Regions from separate parts of the Mus musculus genome. Here region 1 is linked to region 2. Evidence: chromatin contacts called from public promoter capture Hi-C data. All regions are on one chromosome and are shown on one strand. Each heading gives the region's core, a stretch centred on a gene start, on an enhancer-like site or on the middle of the called end of the contact. The rest is flanking DNA. Distances are from core to core; before and after follow the strand shown. Region 1 overlaps Itm2b (integral membrane protein 2B). Region 2 overlaps Rb1 (RB transcriptional corepressor 1).

Region 1 (3,332 bases), core at 537-3,036, 160 kb after region 2:
ATTATTTTTTTCTGTACCTTAGGTTTCATATAAAACAAAATACTACATTTAGAAAGATACACATAGGAGTGGTGGTGGCACACACTTAGCACATGAGGCAAAGGCGGGATCAAAGGTTGATGTCAGACTTGTCTACGTAAGTCTATTCTAAAATAACAGAACCCACTTTTACCCTATTAGTTCAGAAATGTTCAAAAGTCAGTATGCCTTTATCTTGACTAAGACTAAAAGTGAGCATGGACTTCATATAAACTCTGGAGGAAGACTTCAAAATTAGTTTTGAAATCTGGCTTCGAAGCCTTTCTCCCTACTTGGAAACATTAGAACATCTGAAGTAGTCATCGGAGTGGGTTTGGGGAGATGACATCGTAAGTCATAATTAAGTGCAATCAATGTCTTAACACATTGAGAGCACTCTAAACACTAAGCTACAGGTCGCTTTCACCAAAAGTGACGTCGTCAGCTCTGCAAGTCACCCAACTCTTAGACACAGCAAGGGCTGTCAGGTAGTAGCCTCAACTTGGCTGTCCAGGGATGACCTGTCAACACTGTAGCTGACATACTCACACAAGCGCCAATTCATGATGAATCTCTTTACTAGTAACTGTGCTGGGAAAATTAAAGTGCATTTTGAGAAACCCTCCATGCCCAAACATGGTCATCTACAGACAGAAAGTACATGCTTAGAGCAAGGCAGGGACCGTATTCTAATTCACAGAAAGAGGAAAAAGAATTCAGGCTCCCCCCAAAAAATTGTCTGCAGAATTGGCAAGACTGTTCAGTGGGTAGCAGGTACTAGCCCCTAAGCCTAATGATGGGAATCCAATCTCTAGGACGTACACGGTGATAGGAGACAACCGGCTCCTCAAACGTCCTCTGGTCATGTCCCTTCCCCTAGAAGTAAGTACATAGATGTATTAGAAAATCTTAAATATATCTTCCTACTTACCTGAAGAGCAAAATACTTGTACAGGTACGCCCCTCCGAGGATGACGCCAGCAAGCATGAAGGCCAGTCCGAAACACATGCACCAACACCACGCTCTCCTCTGTCCAACCGGAACCACGTCACCCGGGTCCTGGAATGGAAACACAACAGCCACATCAGACACAGAGTAACAGAAGGCTCGGGGGTTATCTATGAAGATAAAGATCAAAGGTGTGAAGGCTCTGATCAAAACTAACCACGGAATGAGGACCGGCGGCACCAAGACTCACCCCCACGCCTCCATGCCAGGCATGGACACTGGTCCCCAGAGACCTCTAGGCAGCCTTCTCTCTCTCAATAGTCTGTCGACTAACAGTGTCTGGAGCTCTGATACAAACCACAATTTGTATTTTCCGTACGCGACTTTTGGCGCCATGTTCTAACATTTGAAATTCAGAAAAGGTTACAACGTGACCTTGGTCCCACAGTTTGTGAGGCTGCTTCACACATCCAGGGGATTTCCTAATTGGATCACTTATAAAACGGTTAGCCTTTACAGGTAGTTTATCTATTTCATTCCAGATATAAAACCATTCCTTAACAATCTATGGGGAAAACTAACACAACACTAACAAAAGATAGGACACTAAAGTTCTTTGGACAAACAGAATCTAAAAATCAGGTCAAAGGTATGCCTGTATAATTAATTCTGTAATTCCACCCTACCGGAATCTCGGTTTGATAATGGCTTCCTTTCATTTTCTTTTTAAGAACTAAAACTGAAACCCAGTACCCAGTACGGACTGTGGACATTACAGGGCGTGAGCCAGTGAGACAGAACGACTGGTGAATGAGGAGGAAAGCACGGTGACACAGGGCACAGCCCAGGGAGCAGCTACGGCTTAGGGATGAGTCACTTGGGAACGCCAACTACATTCTACACTTCATTTCTACCATGAGAGACCGTGTCTGAGTACTGATGGGCAACGTCCAATTCCAAGTCCTGTACCAACACGAACAATGTTAGATAGACGCACCCCACTGATTTTTAGAGCGAGGTTCTCACACCATGTAGCTCAGGCTGACCCCAAACTTGTAGCAATCTTCCTGCCTCTGCCTCCCACCTGCTATGATTACTGGCACAGGCCATTACATTCTCGGGGTTGGAAGCTTTAATTTTAAACACACAGCCATGCAGAATAAATAATATTCGATGTAAGTTCAGGCCACGTGATTTGGCAAGGACTACATGTGAGGCAGCTCTCATCAGGGATGGTGTGTGGATGTTTAGATCAATGTATCTACTAAAGCCTGGAATGGGAGCGAATGGGGAAGAGTTCATCAGAAGTCCTACTAGTGAGAAGTTCTAAGAATCTCAAGTGTGGTAAGATTTTATAGACCCAAACACACGGGCCTGCTTGAGCTTGCCTGACAAACACATCACAGGAGAGGGAAAGTGTCCTAGCATAACTACTCTCAGAGTGGGGACAAGGGTGGGGGATGGAATGACAGATGCAAACAGTTGCTCTCAGCATTTGTTACCAGCTGTTCAGACAGCCAAGTGTGCATCACGCAGCCCTACCTGCCAGGCTCCCTCCTGTGAGTCCATAAATCAGCGGCTGTGGACCATGGGTGGACACAGAGAAAGAATATGCAGCCTCACGGTTACATGGACAGTGAGTTCTCAGACTTTTTGATTTTTGATTTATCATTGTAACTATGTAACAAACAGTGAGTTTGAGAATAAATTACACATCTAATGTGTTTAAACAGTTGCCCTGGGCACCAGGAATACAGACTTTGCCAAGGCAAAGATAGGCTGGATCACTGCGGATAATAAATATACAAAAAGGGCCAAGCAGATTGTGCGTATATAGAATCATAGCACTTGGGGGTGAAGTGGGAGACTTCGGCTAGTGACTGCTGTGAGTTGGAGGTTAGCCTAGACTACACAGGAAGCTCTAGGCCGGCCTTATCTTTCATATAAAACCCCTTTCTTATCTAATGAAGCACAGAACAACATGAACGTGGGCTCTGACAGGAAAAATGCAGAGTGAGACGGGATGGATTAAGGGAGAGACTTCCCAGGGAGAGAACACGGCATGGAAGGACACGGGGCAAACACATACTGCCAGGCAGAAGACAGGGTTCCAGGAAACGATGCAAAAGGTAAAGAACGAATAACATCATGAAGGCAGAATATACCACACTGCCAGGGAGACACAGTGCAGCTAAGGGTTTGGTATGGTGGGAGGGATCCTAGGGAGAGAGAACTGGAGCAGGCCACAAAGGGCCTTGGTATGAAGTTGAATTTGTAAGTTATTTTAAAAAGTCATTTTCCAGGACAACAGAGACTAATTTGTTAAAGAACTTCGCTTTGGAACACTTATTCAAAGGGCAGCCAG
Region 2 (3,290 bases), core at 768-3,267:
ACTGAAAAGTAAAAAAGCTAATTTTGAATTACTAAACAGTAAGTGTTCACACACACACACACACACACACACAAATCCCCATACCTATGGGACCTCATTGGTGAATTCAGCAAAATTCCAAGAAGAAAAAGACTCAATATCAATATCAATTCTTAAAAAGTTCTTCTGAAATTAGAAGTTCCCAACTATCTGTATGAAGCTAATACTTTGCTGATACAAAAATCACACAGATCAACAAAACAATGAAATAAAAATAATTTCCTTTATTATTAAAGAGAATAGAATACATAGGAGTATAGTTAATAAAATAAATGTAAGGGGCTGGAGAGATGGCTCAGCAGTTAAGAGCACCAACTGCTCTTCTGAAGGTCCTGAGTTCAAATCCCAGCAACCATATGATGACTCACAACCATCTGTAATGAGATCTGATTCCCTTTTGTGGAGTGGAGTATCTGAAGACGGCTACAGTGTACTTACTTATAATAAGTAAATAAATCTTTAAAAAAATAAATGTAAGACTTGTATTCTGAAAACTATAAACTATTATTGAAAGAAATTAAAGCCTGGAAGGATGGGAAGGAGCCGCATCCTCCGTATGGATTGAAGACTTCATGCTACATGTGACATCCCCCAAACTGACACATTAGCCCGTGAACTTTCTTTCAAAATCTTCAGAGAAAATGACAAGTCAGTCCTAAAACTCACATGGAAATTTAAGTTTCAGGACAGTTAAATTGATCTTGCAAAAAGAACAAAGTACAATTGTGTCTCTTTATTCCAAAAAATTGGAATGCTATAGTAACTAAGACAGTGTATTCTCACCAAAATAGCTACATAGATAACAGACTGGAAATGAGTCTCAGGAATAAACATGTGTACACTAAAAAAAAAAAAAAATCAATAGACTTTCAACAGCTGTCAACAGAGAAAAAGAAAAAGAATAATAATAAAAAAAAAGGATGCATTTCAAGAGATGGTGTGGGAATGGGCATAGCTCAGTGAAGTGTTTGCCACAAAGTAAGAGGCCCTGGATTCACACCAAGGAGAAAGAGTGAGAGGAAAGAGGGGGGTGGGGCTCCTGTGCTGGAACAACTGGAGGGAGAAGTCCTCCCCTGCCCTCTTGCAAAACTAAGTCAAAGTGGATTGAAACTGAAACAGAAAACTAAGAGCACAAAGCTCTTGGGAAAAATGAGGTCTTGATGCCTCCAAACTTGACAATGTTTTTGTTCATACATCAAAATACCAGTAGCCAAAACAACCAACCATCACCACCAACAACAACAAAAAAAAAAGAAGCAAAAAACAAAACAAAAAACAAACCAAAGATGACCTGAAGTTTCTCAGAGGATAAAACATTTTCAAAACACATATTTCATAGAAAAAGATATATACAGAACATATTTTTTTTTTAAATCATTGCCGCCTGTTGTGGTGGCTGTGCCTTTAATTCCAGAACTGAGGGGCAGACTTAGGCAGAGCTCTGTGAGTTTGAGGTCTGTTTGCACACCGCCACGCTCAGTGAGGAAGACTCTTGCTGTCTTTTCAGAAAGGATTTTAACACACACTTCTCTAAAGCAGATGTTCGCTATCATTAGCTACCAGCTACATATGCCTATGATCCAGCCCCAGGGGACCCAATGTCTCTGGCCTTCACAGATACTGTAAACATGCATGTACCTACACATAGAAACACCCTCCCACACACACTTAAAAATAATAAATCTTTAAAAATAAAACATAAATTGGTAAAGCCATTTTAGAAAATATCCCTGCCATTTCTCAAAAAGGTTAAAGATTTAACATATGACCCAGAAATTTTACTTACATATACATAGAAAAATAAAAACATGTTTTACAAACCTTATATATGAATATTGACATTATTCATAATACATCAAAGAAGAAATAATCCAGTTTCTATCAACTGATGAATTATAAACATAATGTAGTATGTGACAGAAACTACAACACAGATGAACCTTGAACCTGTGCTCTATAAAGAAGCCATCCACACTCAAGGCTGGGGACGAAGTTCAGTGGAAGAACATTTGCCTAGGATTTGCAAGGTCATAGAACTCAGTCAGGACCCTACCCTGCACACCTGCACACACGTGCGCGCGCGCGCACACACACACACACACACACACCCTAAATATGAAATTACATATGATTCTATTTACATAAAATGTTCAGATTCGACAAATCTACAGAAAAAGAAAGTAGATTTATGTTGTTGAGGACTCTTAGAGACAACAGAGTTTCTCTTTGGTGTGAGAAAATGGTTTAAATAAAATAGATTGTGTTAGTAGTTTTACAACTCTACAAATATACTAAATCACTGAACTATACATTTAAAAATGTATGCTTTGATAAACTGCACACACTCCTCTAAATGTTTTTTATCCCCTTTAAGAAGAAAAAGGAAGCTAGGAGGAATTATTCTGTTTATAAGCCCCACTTTCCTTCCCCTCCCCACATTCCTGTTTTGGAGTCTCTGATTCTTTGTAAATCTTTTTTTGTTGTTGTTGTTTTTGTTTGTTTGTTTGTTTGTTTGTTTCAAGACAGGGTTTCTCTGTGTAGCCCTGGTTGTCCTGGAACTCACTTTGTAGACCAGGCTGGCCTCGAACTCAGAAATCCGCCTGTCTCTGCCTCCCGAGTGCTGGGATTAAAGGCGTGCACCACCACCACCCGGCTGTAAATCATTTTTTGTTACTAGGATCAGAGCACCAGTGCTCTGTGTATGACAGGCAAATGCTTCACCACTGAACTACAACACCAGCTTTTTTATTATTGAATTTTGAGACAGAGTCTCACTAAGTGGCCAGAGTGGTCTTGAACTTAACATGTAGTGCTGGCAAGTCCTCAAATTTGTGAGTCAGCCTCTCAAGAATAGTTGTGATTACAGGCATACACCATATCTCCTGGTTAGATAGCTGGCTGGTCTCTGGCTCATGTCATTTCCACAGTAAAATGAAATCTAGCTTATCACAATACAGAAAAGGTTAAATGTTTGTGTCATTAAATAGTTATTAAAATATATACCTCTAATTTGTAAAAGCTATATAAAAAATATAAATGGTATTCAACAAGGAACTCTATGTATGTTATACAATGTATGGTAATATATACTACTAAGCTAATGTAGATGGTCACTTGAATGTGATATATAGCACACAGTCAACTATGAGCAGGAAGAAACGATGGGGAAGTGACTGCTTTTCTTACCTGGTCCAAATGTCGGTCTCTCATGAGCTCATACTCATTTTGCAATGTATGCTGAAACAGAGTCC

Evidence for each region. Capture Hi-C pulls out chosen DNA fragments and counts their contacts.
Region 1: a contact with region 2 is called in a promoter capture Hi-C map of liver. The contact joins two enhancer-like sites. A contact is called at or near these places in 1 of 39 promoter capture datasets (neutrophils) and 3 of 9 other capture datasets (adipose tissue, liver and pancreatic islet).

What each region holds. Positions count from the first base shown.
Region 1 is chr14:73,367,350-73,370,681 of GRCm38.p6, forward strand. It overlaps Itm2b (integral membrane protein 2B), which reads right to left. Exons shown (of 6, transcript NM_008410.3): 2 at 950-1,078. Among named protein-coding and RNA genes, the nearest start is that of Itm2b, 16 kb to the right of the region's middle. Within about 2 kb of position 1,787, at least 62 of the 459 cell types and tissues checked have an H3K27ac peak or open chromatin away from gene starts, as enhancers often do. A contact at or near this core is called in liver, where this site is marked.
Region 2 is chr14:73,208,379-73,211,668 of GRCm38.p6, forward strand. It overlaps Rb1 (RB transcriptional corepressor 1), which reads right to left. Exons shown (of 27, transcript NM_009029.3): 20 at 3,226-3,290. Among named protein-coding and RNA genes, the nearest start is that of Mir687, 3.2 kb to the left of the region's middle. Within about 2 kb of position 2,018, at least 11 of the 459 cell types and tissues checked have an H3K27ac peak or open chromatin away from gene starts, as enhancers often do. A contact at or near this core is called in liver, where this site is marked.